Linked DNA regions of Mus musculus: region 1 is linked to region 2. A link is a contact called in public capture Hi-C data. All regions are on one chromosome and are shown on one strand. The core of a region is the stretch at or near the end of the contact, and the rest is flanking DNA. Distances in the headings are between cores, read along the strand shown.

Region 1 (6,184 bases), core at 1,132-3,631, 110 kb before region 2:
GTAAATAAAAGTTATTTTATACCATTCTTGTTTTGTCCTTTTCAAACAACAAAGGCATTAATGATGCTAATGTTCAGTTAATTGGTTTCTGTTTTCAATTATCGTCTATACTTTATAAAAATATAGTATTGCCAGATATGGTGGCACAAGCCTGTAATCCCAGAATCTACATGCAAAGGCAGGAGGAGTGAATTGAGGGTAGTGAACCCCTGTCTCCAAAGAAAAAAGAAAGGAGAGAATGAGGGAGGGGGGAGAGAGGAAGGAGAGAGAGAGACATCCATAGTATAGCTGGAAGAATTCTTGATGCTTATGAAGGGGTTCTATGTTTGAAGTTTTGTTTCCTTTCATCCTTTAATGAATTTTTATATATAACAATGCAAGATAGTTTGTTCCTTCCTCCCCTACACACAAGCTTTGTTTTCTATATAAGGAAAGAAATTGAAGCTTTAGTCTCAGGAATAAAAAAAACAATTTTGACTTCTCTCCTCAGCTACGTGTCTCTATGCTCTTAAGCCACCCTCTCACAAGCATGGGTCAGGTGATGTGGGCAGTTTGTAAAAGACCTCAGCTGTAAGGGCCTTTTTCCTGGCCTCTGGGCAACTGCACTCAGGTGCATATGTGTGTACAGTCCCTCGGGCATACACATCATTACAAGTACACTTTAACACCCTAACACTTCAATCCCAAGTATTCAGCCTAGCCTACAAACATGGGCACCATTACACAGACTCAGCAGCCCGCGTCGTGTAGTTATTCCCACCCGTGTATATATTTAAGGAATAAGCCATGAATTTGAGAGGCACCTGGATAGCAGTGGGAACTCTCGGGACCGGTAGGAGGGTCAAAGGTAAACAGTTTTAACTAAGTGAAAAGCAGAGGAAACATTTTGGGCACTTTTGCTTAGTCCACACTGCCTGCACACTCACTGTGTAGCCCGGGCTAAGGTTGAGCTGCTGATCCTCTTAATTGACCTTTTGAGTGCTGGAGTTGCTAGGAAATTATTTTCTTTTAGCCTCGTTGCCAGGAATAAATGTTTCGTTCAGCTCAAATGCTCTGCTTTGGTTTGTTTTCTTTTACATTTCTTGGATGCCATGTGAATCTTTAAGTTATTTTCCACATTACAAGATCTTATTTGGGGTCGGCTTGTAGCAAGATAGAATGCTTATGTCATGGTGAACTCACTTTGATTTGACTTAGGCCTTCGTTTTTCTTAGATTTTAAAAAAGCTGGCCATTTCTGGAGCTAGGGAGGGCTCAGTGGGTAAAAGCACTGGGTTGAGCAGGGGCAGAAGGATCAGAGGTTTCTAGCTGCACACCTCGCTGCAAGTTCAGTGAGAGACTTGGTTTCAAAGGAATAAGGCAGAGTAATGGCTTGATACTGACATTCTCCAGCTTCCATGTGTCCATGTGTGCTTCTGTACACACACCGTACCCACGTCTGTACACACAAAGTGCCACTCCTTCTAAATTAGCACCATTTAATATAGTAGGCATGTTTCACCTACTCTCTCTCTCCTCTGTGTGCATGTGCGCGCGCGCACACACACACACACCTAGAGCCTTTTGCATTCTAGGCAAGCGTTCTACCACTCAGCCCAACACTATTTGTATGATGACATTGTCTTCAAGATTCATGTTAAAACAGTTGGTTTCAGACAATGTCTCATTTTGTTGCCCACCCTAGCCTCTAAATTCTTCACTTAGTAGTCTGTGGACTCTTCACTTAGTAAGCTACAGAAACTTTGACAAGCCTTCTATCAATTGGTTTACCATAGTTTTCTGTGGGTCGGGCTTCTTTCTTGAAGCTGCAGAGTGGTAGAGTCTATGGTCCCCAAGGGAGACAGAGCGACCAAGCCTGGCTCCCATCTTAGTTATGTGTTTCTACCCAATCTGGCTTTTATTCGGGTGCTATTCTCCTACAGCATCTTTCCTCCTAGGGCACAGCCGACCCTCTCCTTAGCCTGTTCATCTTTCTGATGCTCCTGGCGCTTTTACTTTGCTCATGCTGTAGTAACACGTAAGCATTCAATAAAGTGTGCGAGTCAAAACAAAACAAAACAACACTAAGGCACTTCGCAGAGTGTTTTTAATCCTTATTGGTGTGAAGATCCCAGTACTGATGTCTACAATCTGTCACATTCTAAAAATGATCAGGTGTGCTGAAGCTCTGCAGTACATGGGCTAGAGGCGGGTGCATGCTTGTGACAAACGCTTCGGCAGGACAGCAGCCACTTATCTGTTCGCTCTACTCGGCCCAGTGTTCCTGGGCTCGCGATGGAACCTGGACTCGCGCAGCTGCTCTTCTGCGCCTCATTGGCGGAGTAGAGAGGCGTGGCGCGCAGCGCCGACCAATTGGAGGTGGTCTGCGATGGCACGTGTGCGGGGCTGGCCTGGGAGCTGATGGACCAGGGCTGGTGCTGCAAGGACTCTGGAGGAGCAGCCCCCAGGAGCTGCAGAACCGAGCTGCAGGGCCGCTCTCTTTCTCTTTTGGGTGTTTGCCATCGCCATGTGGGGCGCGCTGAGGTCAGCTCTGCGACCGTGCTGTCGGGCTGCTGTACCCCCGCAGCGTGCCTATCACGGGGACTCAGTGGCCCGACTGGGCACCCAGCCTGACTCGGCCTCCTCCACCTACCAGGTAGGTTGAGCGAGCGTCCTGGAGGCCTGTTCGCCTTCCTGCCCCGGAGTCATCGGAGGCCAGAGGGTGGGCATGCTTGGATCTCTGCTGTTCTTTCCTTTGCAGCTTCAGGCGTCATTCTGGGACTCAGTAGGGTCCTGTGAAGTTTGCAGAAGGAAGTCGTTCCAGTGAGATTTTAGTTCACTTTTAGGACTGGTACTGGCATTTTGTGTCACTCAAATCAGTGGTTCTCAAAACCCCACAAAGCATTGTCGCTTGGACAACTTACAAATGCCCGAGACCGGTTTGGCAACTTTGTAATCACGAAGTTGTGGTCCTCGTGTTTGCATGGCTGGGTATATTCTTTAGCGGTCTTGTGGCAGCCACCTTTAGGAACTACCATAGCACGATAGTTTACACTCTTCCGCTTAATAGTTATATTAACAATACACAGCTCACAATGTCTTTACATAGCTTTTCTTGGGACTGAGTGGCTTCCCCTGGCCAAAGAAGCAACTCATAATTTGTGAAGTATCAAAGCTGGAACATTTAAATCTGTTTCATGGCCTCTACAGATAACGTCTGAATTATTCATAGAACCAGCAGTTATTTGCCAGGGAAGAAGTTAACTTAGTTAAGCACTAAGTTGTTTGTGCGGTATTTTAAGTATTTGGCCTGGATGTGTAGGAATGAAAGTCATTTGGGGCTGGGAAACGTTAACTAGAAATCAGATAGCTGTGCGGCTGTGTGGTAAGAGGTGTCCTAGCCCTGAAGGGCTGAAGGCACCTAGAGCACACAGAGCAGAAGCAGGTGGATCTTTGTGAGGTTCGGTCCACCTTGATCAACAAAGCCAGTTCCTGGACAGCCAAAGTTACAAAATAACTTCTCAAAAAAACTACCACCACCACTACAACAAAATACAACTACTATATACTAATTGTACAAAGTAATAAATACACTTCACTATATGTACATACATGACTCTCTTATCTCCTCTCCACTCTTTTGCTGTCTCCTTTTCTCTTTCCAAGTAGTCCTTATACTTTCATGTCCCTAAATTGTACATCTAACCTAGATTCTGCATGTGAGAGAAAATGTGGTATTTGTTTCCCTGCCTCCCTACTGTGATGATCTCTAGTTCCAACCATTTCCTTGAACATAGCTATTTTATTATTTTTAGGACTATCTTGTTTAGTTTTGACAGTTTCATACAGAAATACAGTGTATCTTTTTGTCTGTTTTGAGGCAGGGATTTTTATTTTCCTGAGTAGCCCTGGCTGTCCTGGCTTTGTAGATCAGCTCTGTAGACCAAGCTGAGCATGGTCATCACCTGCCTCTGCTTCTGTGGTTTAAGGCGTGTGCTACCACGCCCAGCTGGTGTATCTCGATGTTATCTGTTCCCAGTTCCCCTTCCCAGTCTCCCTAGACACTTCCCAATGTGTCCCTCCCTCCCACCTACCTTCCCATATCCTTCTAATACCTTTTAATACCACCTTAAAAACTAGCTGAGTCCTATTGTTGCTAATTGCTACAATGTTGACTGATCGTTGGCTTGGTCTTGTGCGGGTCTTGTTTAGGTAGCCACAACTGCAGTGAATTCATGAGCACAATAGCTATGTCACATCCAGAGGACAGCTCTCCTCCCCAGCCTTTGGCTCTTCCAGTATTTCCACTCCCTCTTACATGATGTTCCCTAAGCGTGCGTGTGTGTGTGTGTGTGTGTGTGTGTGTGTGTGTGTGTGTGTGGTGTAACTATCTCATTTTAAGACTGAGCACCTCACAGTTGCTTATCCTCGGCACTTAGATAGTTATCAATCTCTCCATTAGCTGCTATCCACTCCATAGAGAAGCTTCGCGGACAGAGGTTTAGAGCAGCACTAATATACATGTATAAACATACATTTTCAGATAGTTTGACAGGTCCATTCATCAGAACATTCTCCCCTAGAGCCCTTGACCTCCCAAGCCAAGGGCTTTGATCGGGCTTACAGTACCAGGCATGAATTCCAGTTTGTGGACTAGACCTCAAACTCCAACCTGAACATGGTGGTTGTCACCTAACAGCCATTGCACCACTGCACCAGTGGGCATAGCTTACCTAGGAGGTTGGTATTGCAACATGCAGGGCCCAGCACTGAGTAAGACCATTGATTTCTTAAGTGACCTGCACAACACTTCTGGTACCATGAAAACTAGCCACTGTGTCAGCTCCAACTGGATTTTTCTAGATCATGCAAGCAAAGTATTAAATATAGATACATTAAACTTAGGCTATTAAAGTGTAAACTAGGCATGGTTGTACATACAGTTCTAGCAGTCGGGCAGTTGAGATGGGAGTACCTGTTGAGTAGGAGTTTGAGGTCAGACAAGGCAACATAATGAGACTTTGTTTCAAAATTAAGTGCCAAGGTTAGAGAGATGGCTCAGTGGTTAAAGGCACTTGCCACTGAGCCTGTTGATCTGAGTTTCATATCTGGGACTCAGATGGTGGGAGGAGACTGGGTCAGAGTTTGGTGGGAGTTAGGAATTGATGTTGGAGTGGAAGGAGAGAAATGAGTCATGCAGGATATTGGAGTTTCTCACTCCAAAAAGTATAGTGAGGTAAACGGTAGAGCTCTTGATATAGACTGAGACTGAGTTTGGTAGTTGGGAGAGATGGTATGTCATGTTGGGTTTGTTTGAATCGTCTGTTATGATGCGCTTGGTGGCAAACATCAGTCAGTCACAGCAGCAGATACTGACTTCTTTCTCCCCTCATCTGTTGGTGACTTTGGGTCAGCTATTATGGGTTATCAAAGGGCAAAATGATGGCAGTTTAGTCTAAATATCTTAATTGACTTTATTTACTTGTGACTCTTGAAGAAGAGACCATTTCTTTTTTTTTTTTTTTTTTTTTTTTTTTTTTGGCTACCTTTACATAGACTATTTTTTCTTCTTTTTTTTCCCCCCAGGACAGGGTTTCTCTGTGTAGTCCTGGCTGTCCTGGAACTCACTTTGTAGACCAGGCTGGCCTCAAACTCAGAAATTCGCCTGCCTCTGCCTCCCAAGTGCACCACCACCGCCCGGCTTTTCTTCTTTTTTACTTTTAATGCTTGTGTGTGTGTCCTTAGATATAAAACAAGTCATAGACAGTGTACATTGAGATACTTTAGCATTTTATTTTTATTTTATATGTACGAGTGTTTGCACATTTATATGCACTGTGTGTATATGCTTGGTGTCTGTGGACACCAGAAGAGGGCTTTAGAGTCTCTGGAACTGGAATTATAGTTGTGAGCCTCTGTGTGGCTTCCAAGGATTGAATCAGTGTCCTCTGAGAGAGCAGCAAGTGCTCTTGACTACTGAGTCATCTCACTCCTTCCTTACTTTAAAAAAGAGTTGTTGTTGTTTTTTTAATGTAGACTCTCATAATATGACCAAACTCGGTTCCTTTCTCCCACCTCAGCCACCTGAGTTCCAAGGTTCCAGACCTATGGCCTCACTCCCAGCTCTGAGTCATATATTTACATTTGTATTTATTTTGTTGTGTAGCTCATTTTTGTGAGAGGCAGGATCTCGATGTACTGCTCCC
Region 2 (5,868 bases), core at 954-3,453:
GGCGAGGGTAACTCAGTGTTTATTGTGGCGAGGGTAACTCAGTGTTTATTGTGGCGAGGGTAACTCAGTGTTTATTGTGGCGAGGGTAACTCAGTGTTTATTGTGGCGAGGGTAACTCAGTGTTTATTGTGGCGAGGGTAACTCAGTGTTTATTGTGGCGAGGGTAACTCAGTGTTTATTGTGGCGAGGGTAACTCAGTGTTTATTGTGGCGAGGGTAACTCAGTGTTTATTGTGGCGAGGGTAACTCAGTGTTTATTGTGGCGAGGGTAACTCAGTGTTTATTGTGGCGAGGGTAACTCAGTGTTTATTGTGGCGAGGGTAACTCAGTGTTTATTGTGGCGAGGGTAACTCAGTGTTTATTGTGGCGAGGGTAACTCAGTGTTTATTGTGGCGAGGGTAACTCAGTGTTTATTGTGGCGAGGGTAACTCAGTGTTTATTGTGGCGAGGGTAACTCAGTGTTTATTGTGGCGAGGGTAACTCAGTGTTTATTGTGGCGAGGGTAACTCAGTGTTTATTGTGGCGAGGGTAACTCAGTGTTTATTGTGGCGAGGGTAACTCAGTGTTTATTGTGGCGAGGGTAACTCAGTGTTTATTGTGGCGAGGGTAACTCAGTGTTTATTGTGGCGAGGGTAACTCAGTGTTTATTGTGGCGAGGGTAACTCAGTGTTTATTGTGGCGAGGGTAACTCAGTGTTTATTGTGGCGAGGGTAACTCAGTGTTTATTGTGGCGAGGGTAACTCAGTGTTTATTGTGGCGAGGGTAACTCAGTGTTTATTGTGGCGAGGGTAACTCAGTGTTTATTGTGGCGAGGGTAACTCAGTGTTTATTGTGGCGAGGGTAACTCAGTGTTTATTGTGGCGAGGGTAACTCAGTGTTTATTGTGGCGAGGGTAACTCAGTGTTTATTGTGGCGAGGGTAACTCAGTGTTTATTGTGGCGAGGGTAACTCAGTGTTTATTGTGGCGAGGGTAACTCAGTGTTTATTGTGGCGAGGGTAACTCAGTGTTTATTGTGGCGAGGGTAACTCAGTGTTTATTGTGGCGAGGGTAACTCAGTGTTTATTGTGGCGAGGGTAACTCAGTGTTTATTGTGGCGAGGGTAACTCAGTGTTTATTGTGGCGAGGGTAACTCAGTGTTTATTGTGGCGAGGGTAACTCAGTGTTTATTGTGGCGAGGGTAACTCAGTGTTTATTGTGGCGAGGGTAACTCAGTGTTTATTGTGGCGAGGGTAACTTAGTGTTTATTGTGGCGAGGGTAACTTAGTGTTTATTGTGGCGAGGGTAACTAAGGAACGTTGTACACAAGAGCCGTCAATTCCATCCTTCCAGTGTTACATTCTTCCAACTTCGGTTTTATAAGACAAAGATAGATGTTCGGAGAGGTTCTTTAAAAATGTGCTATTACTTTAGTTTTAATTATCCATATATGTGTAAGTATGTGTACACGAGTGCAGGTGCCTGCGGTGTTGGGAACTCGAGCTCAGACCTTGTAAAAACAGCACGTGCTCTTAATCATTGAGCCATCTGTCAGCCCATCAGAAAGGTTAACTTTGTGCTAAGGTACAGACTCTGGAAGTGATTGGCCCAGGACTGGTACCACGTCCGGTTCTCTCGCTCCCGTTCAGTTGAGTTACTCTACTTTCCTCTTCGGGTTATTAGTATCACACAGCCTCTACAGAGCCCTTGGTGCAGAGGACATAATTTCCCTTCGTCTAGTATGCTGATCATCTCCCTCACTCCCTAGCTTTCCTAGAATTGTGCTCAGCAAGTGAGCCTGCTGGAGTCCACATATCCTTCTTGCTGCTACACCCGGGGCTTGGGGATTAGGGAGGCAAAGCAGAGCCTATGAGCAGAACTCTGGTGCATCTACCACGGCTAAGATAGGGAAAACAACTCTTCTGCTTGTTCATTGCCCCGAAGGCATTTTCCATTTCCCTCACCTTTTGCCCCTCAGTTTCAGCTCTGGCCCCTAGGGAAGCTTCCCTGGCTGCGGGGCGGACAGCGTTTCGGGGCACGGGGTCTTGTTTTCTGCGCTCTAGCCCATCTGTGCGCAGAGCCTCGTTCCCGGGCTCCCGGAGCCCGGCGGGCATTGACGTCAAACGGCAGCGGAGCGCTGCCTACAGACGGCTGACCCGGGCTCTCCTCCACACCCCCGTCCTTCTTCTCCCCCTCCCTCTTCCCGGCACCCGATTTCAACCGGCTATAAGAAGCCGGAGAGCGCAGTGCCCGAGCAGCGAGGAGGTCCAGAACCATGGAGAGCTCCCGCCTGCGGCTGCTACCCCTCCTGGGCGCCGCCCTGCTGCTACTGCTACCTTTGCTGGGTGCCCGTGCCCAGGAGGACGCCGAGCTGCAGCCCCGAGCCCTGGACATCTACTCTGCCGTGGATGATGCGTCCCACGAGAAGGAGCTGGTCAGTATTTCCCTCGCCTCGGGTTCCCCCACTGGACTACCACAGGGTCCTTGCTTTGCGTGCGTCCCCCTCTATCCCAGTCCCATCCCAGAAGGCAGAGCCCCTGACGCTGGATTAAAAAAAAAAAAGTACCCTGGGTACCCTCTACCAGACAAAGATATTTGAGTTCACGGGCTGCGGGCTGTCTGTCGAGCGAATCCCTAGTTGTGGCCGGTCTGGGCAGTGTGCTCCTTGGAGGCTCTGGAAGGTGAGGTCAGGTCTAGGGACTTTGCCCGCCTGGCTTCCTTTCCACCAGTATCTACTCCCCTTTGTCCCCCGAGTCCTGCTGCCCCGCGGTTGTGTGTCCCGGGCTCCTTATAACTGGGCTGAAAGTGAGCACCTGCGCTGGGCTCGCAGCCAAGGCGGCAACTTCGGGCTCCCGGCGCTATGTTGCAGATCGAAGCGTTGCAAGAAGTCCTGAAGAAGCTCAAGAGTAAACGCATTCCGATCTACGAGAAGAAGTACGGCCAAGTCCCCATGGTAAGGCTCCGGGTTCCCTTTTCCCTACTTTTCCACGAGAAAAGATTGCCTAGAATCTTACACACGGTCTTTACTCTAGCAGGTGGCTGAGCAGCTAGGTGAAGAATTTATCTGGAACGTCCTCTTTGCTTCTGCCCTCGCCCCTTTGCTCCTTGGTCTCTAAGAACAAGAGGGAACAGGCTACTTAGGGCCAGAAAACAGTCTCATGATCTGAGTGGGAGTACTTTCTGAAACATCTCAAATGGGAGAGCCCTTGAATCTATTCAGTTCTCTCTAATTCCTTCTAGAGCACCACCATTTTTTTTCTTTTTCTTTATTTGTATCATTTCGTTGTTGTTTTCTTTCTTAAATTCTGTGATAAAAAGTTTTCAGGACTGGTCACCTTCGTTGTACAGCTCTAGGTAAAAATCACACGCGCGCGCGCACACACACACACACACACACACACACACACACACTTTTTCCTTCTTTGAGCAAGGAAGTGGGAAAGCAGAAAACAAAGGTTATGAGAAAAAAATATATATGTTGGTTTTTCGAGACAGGGTTTCTCTGTGTAGCCCTGGCTGTCCTGGAACTCACTTTGTAGACCAGGCTGGCCTCGAACTCAGAAATCCGCCTGCCTCTGCCTCCCGAGTGCTGGGATTAAAGGCGTGTATATTTCTTAGATGCAAGAATCTGGGTGATTTCCCCCCCCCCCCGCCCCTTTCAGATAAAGAGAAAAGGAAGCTGAAATTGTGGTCCCTCCCCAAAGGCAGAAGAACGTAGGAGGAGGGGATCAGTCATTTAAATTTCTTCCTTTAAATATCCTCTTTCTGAAATTATAAGCCCGAGGCCCCCTGGGCTTCGGATCTGACTGCTTCGACCTGAGCTGATGGTACCATGAGGAAGCTCCCTTGGGACCCCAGTAACCATCGGTTGTGTTGTTGACAGTGTGACGCTGGAGAGCAGTGCGCAGTGAGGAAAGGGGCCAGGATCGGGAAGCTGTGTGACTGTCCCCGAGGAACTTCCTGCAATTCTTTCCTCTTGAAGTGCTTGTGAAGGGACGACAGCCGCCACCTTCGGTTCCCATATTCCCTCTTTCCCCCAAAGGAGCGCTCCATTATCCCTGGAGCCTGGCTTTAGCAACAATAAAGTTTGCGTTCCCCTCAGAGAGCGGATGGGCTCTTTCCCTGTTGCTTCAAAATAAAAGATTTGACATCATTGTGTGAAGGAGAATGCCTCGAATGGTGTTGGTGTGTGTGCAAAGATTTCTTTTCTTGTTTTATCCATCTGACACATTCTTGTGAATCTTTCTGGGAAGAAGAGGAACTTCGTTTTAAAACTGTATTTTTGTATGTGGTGTGTCACAATGAGAATTAGATCTAGTTAATTTGGGTAGATGACATCACAACCCGGAAAATAAATTGCCCTAAAGCCACACAAATTGAAGCATGTACAAATTACACATAATAAAGCATTTTTAACAATTGCTCACAGTGCATGGCTCTTTCTACATAAGTAATTTAAATAGGAATAATAGGATTAATCATGCTGTTGTTTTGAAAGAGAAATATTTTAAAAATAGCTGTCTATTGGGAGAGCAGCACCTCAGCTCCAAGGAGTTTTGATCATTAATTAGGAGTGTGTTACACCAGCTTCAGTATACATACTGTGTGCTAACTACAGAGGTGTGGTGGTAGTCTCTCTCTCTCTCCTCTCTCTCTCTCTCTCTCTCTCTCTCTCTCTCTCTCTCTCTTCCCAGTGTGTGTGAGAGAGAGAGAGACAGAGACAGAGACAGAGAGAGAGAGAGAGAGAGGAGGGGTAGAGATGGTTGGGTTTGAGATAACAAGCACACTGTTACTTATTCAGACCTTGGTTTTCAGCAGTGAGCCTTGTTCAGGGACACTTGCACATATGTGTTCATTACTGCACTATTCACAAAAGCCAGGGAATGGAATCACCGTAGAGGTGCAGCAACAAAAGAATGAATGAAGAATTTGTGCAACAGACACTCAATTGGATTGTGTGCAGCCATAAAGATAAGTGAAGTGATATCTTCAGAAAAGTGGATGGAACTGGAAATCATTATGTTAAGTGAAATAAGTCAGACTCAGCAAACAAATGTATAGGGAACCTATGTTTGAATGTGTGTGTGTGTGTGTGTGTGTGTGTGTGTAAACCAATAAGTCCTATCTTTATACAAGAACCCTGCTTTAAAGCCAACAAATGGTTTATTCTGAGCCAAATCTACGTGGTTAACTTCTGGGTGCATGTATTCAAGTTACCTTCAGTGACATTCTCTGGAAGGAAAGAAGTTATATAAACTCTTCCATCCACAGAACAAAGAAAATCATAAATCAATAGATCCAGCAAGTACATTGGTAGGAGCTTTAGGCAGGCAGGCAACAGCAAGAGGAGGAAGTCTGTTGTATATTTTAGCTGCTATCCAACAGCCTTAGCTTTAGGGTTGATCAAAGCTGGAGGCCTACCAAGGACTCCACACTGACTTGTAGCTTCTGCATAGAGCGGAAGGCAATTAGTGATGAGTATTCAATCAGGAAAACAAGAGGCTACTTTTCTTAAAGATAGCCCCAGACAATTTTGACTGTGTGTGTAGTATTTAGTCTTTCACAATCATGAGGCTACTCGGCAATGGCCTGACAGCTTGAGTGTCTTTATGGGTGTGGCTTCTGAAGAGAAATTCAGCACCACGGGCCAATAAACATATTCTTTCCAACCGTGGGCACACTTAAAACAAGATGGAAAACCTGAACTTTTGTTTTGTTCTTTTTGAGACAGGGTGTCCTGCGACTCAGTTTTGTCTCAAGCCGGTTCTGTAGCTAAGGATTACCTTCATCTTCTGAATTGCCCATCTCTGTCTGTCCTAGGGTTACAGCCACGTGCCAACAGAGTCAGCCTACATGGATGGGTCTGGGGCTCAAACTCAGGGCTCTGTGTGT

The links. Capture Hi-C pulls out chosen DNA fragments and counts their contacts.
Region 1: a contact with region 2 is called in a capture Hi-C map of embryonic stem cells, with 2.9 times the contacts expected there. The contact joins the promoter of Mccc2 here to the promoter of Cartpt in region 2. A contact is called at or near these places in 1 of 39 promoter capture datasets (cranial neural crest), 1 of 115 datasets of contacts at active chromatin or transcription factors (large pre-B cells) and 1 of 9 other capture datasets (embryonic stem cells).

What each region holds. Positions count from the first base shown.
Region 1 is chr13:100,011,836-100,018,019 of GRCm38.p6, reverse strand. Mccc2 (methylcrotonoyl-Coenzyme A carboxylase 2 (beta)) reads left to right here and starts at 2,381. Exons shown (of 17, transcript NM_030026.2): 1 at 2,381-2,634. The coding sequence starts at 2,506. Bdp1 (B double prime 1, subunit of RNA polymerase III transcription initiation factor IIIB) reads left to right here. Exons shown (of 39, transcript NM_001081061.1): 39 at 1-26.
Region 2 is chr13:99,897,018-99,902,885 of GRCm38.p6, reverse strand. It overlaps Cartpt (CART prepropeptide), which reads left to right and starts at 2,203. Exons shown (of 3, transcript NM_001081493.2): 1 at 2,203-2,410; 2 at 2,846-2,929; 3 at 3,860-4,403. The coding sequence starts at 2,252. The coding sequence ends at 3,967.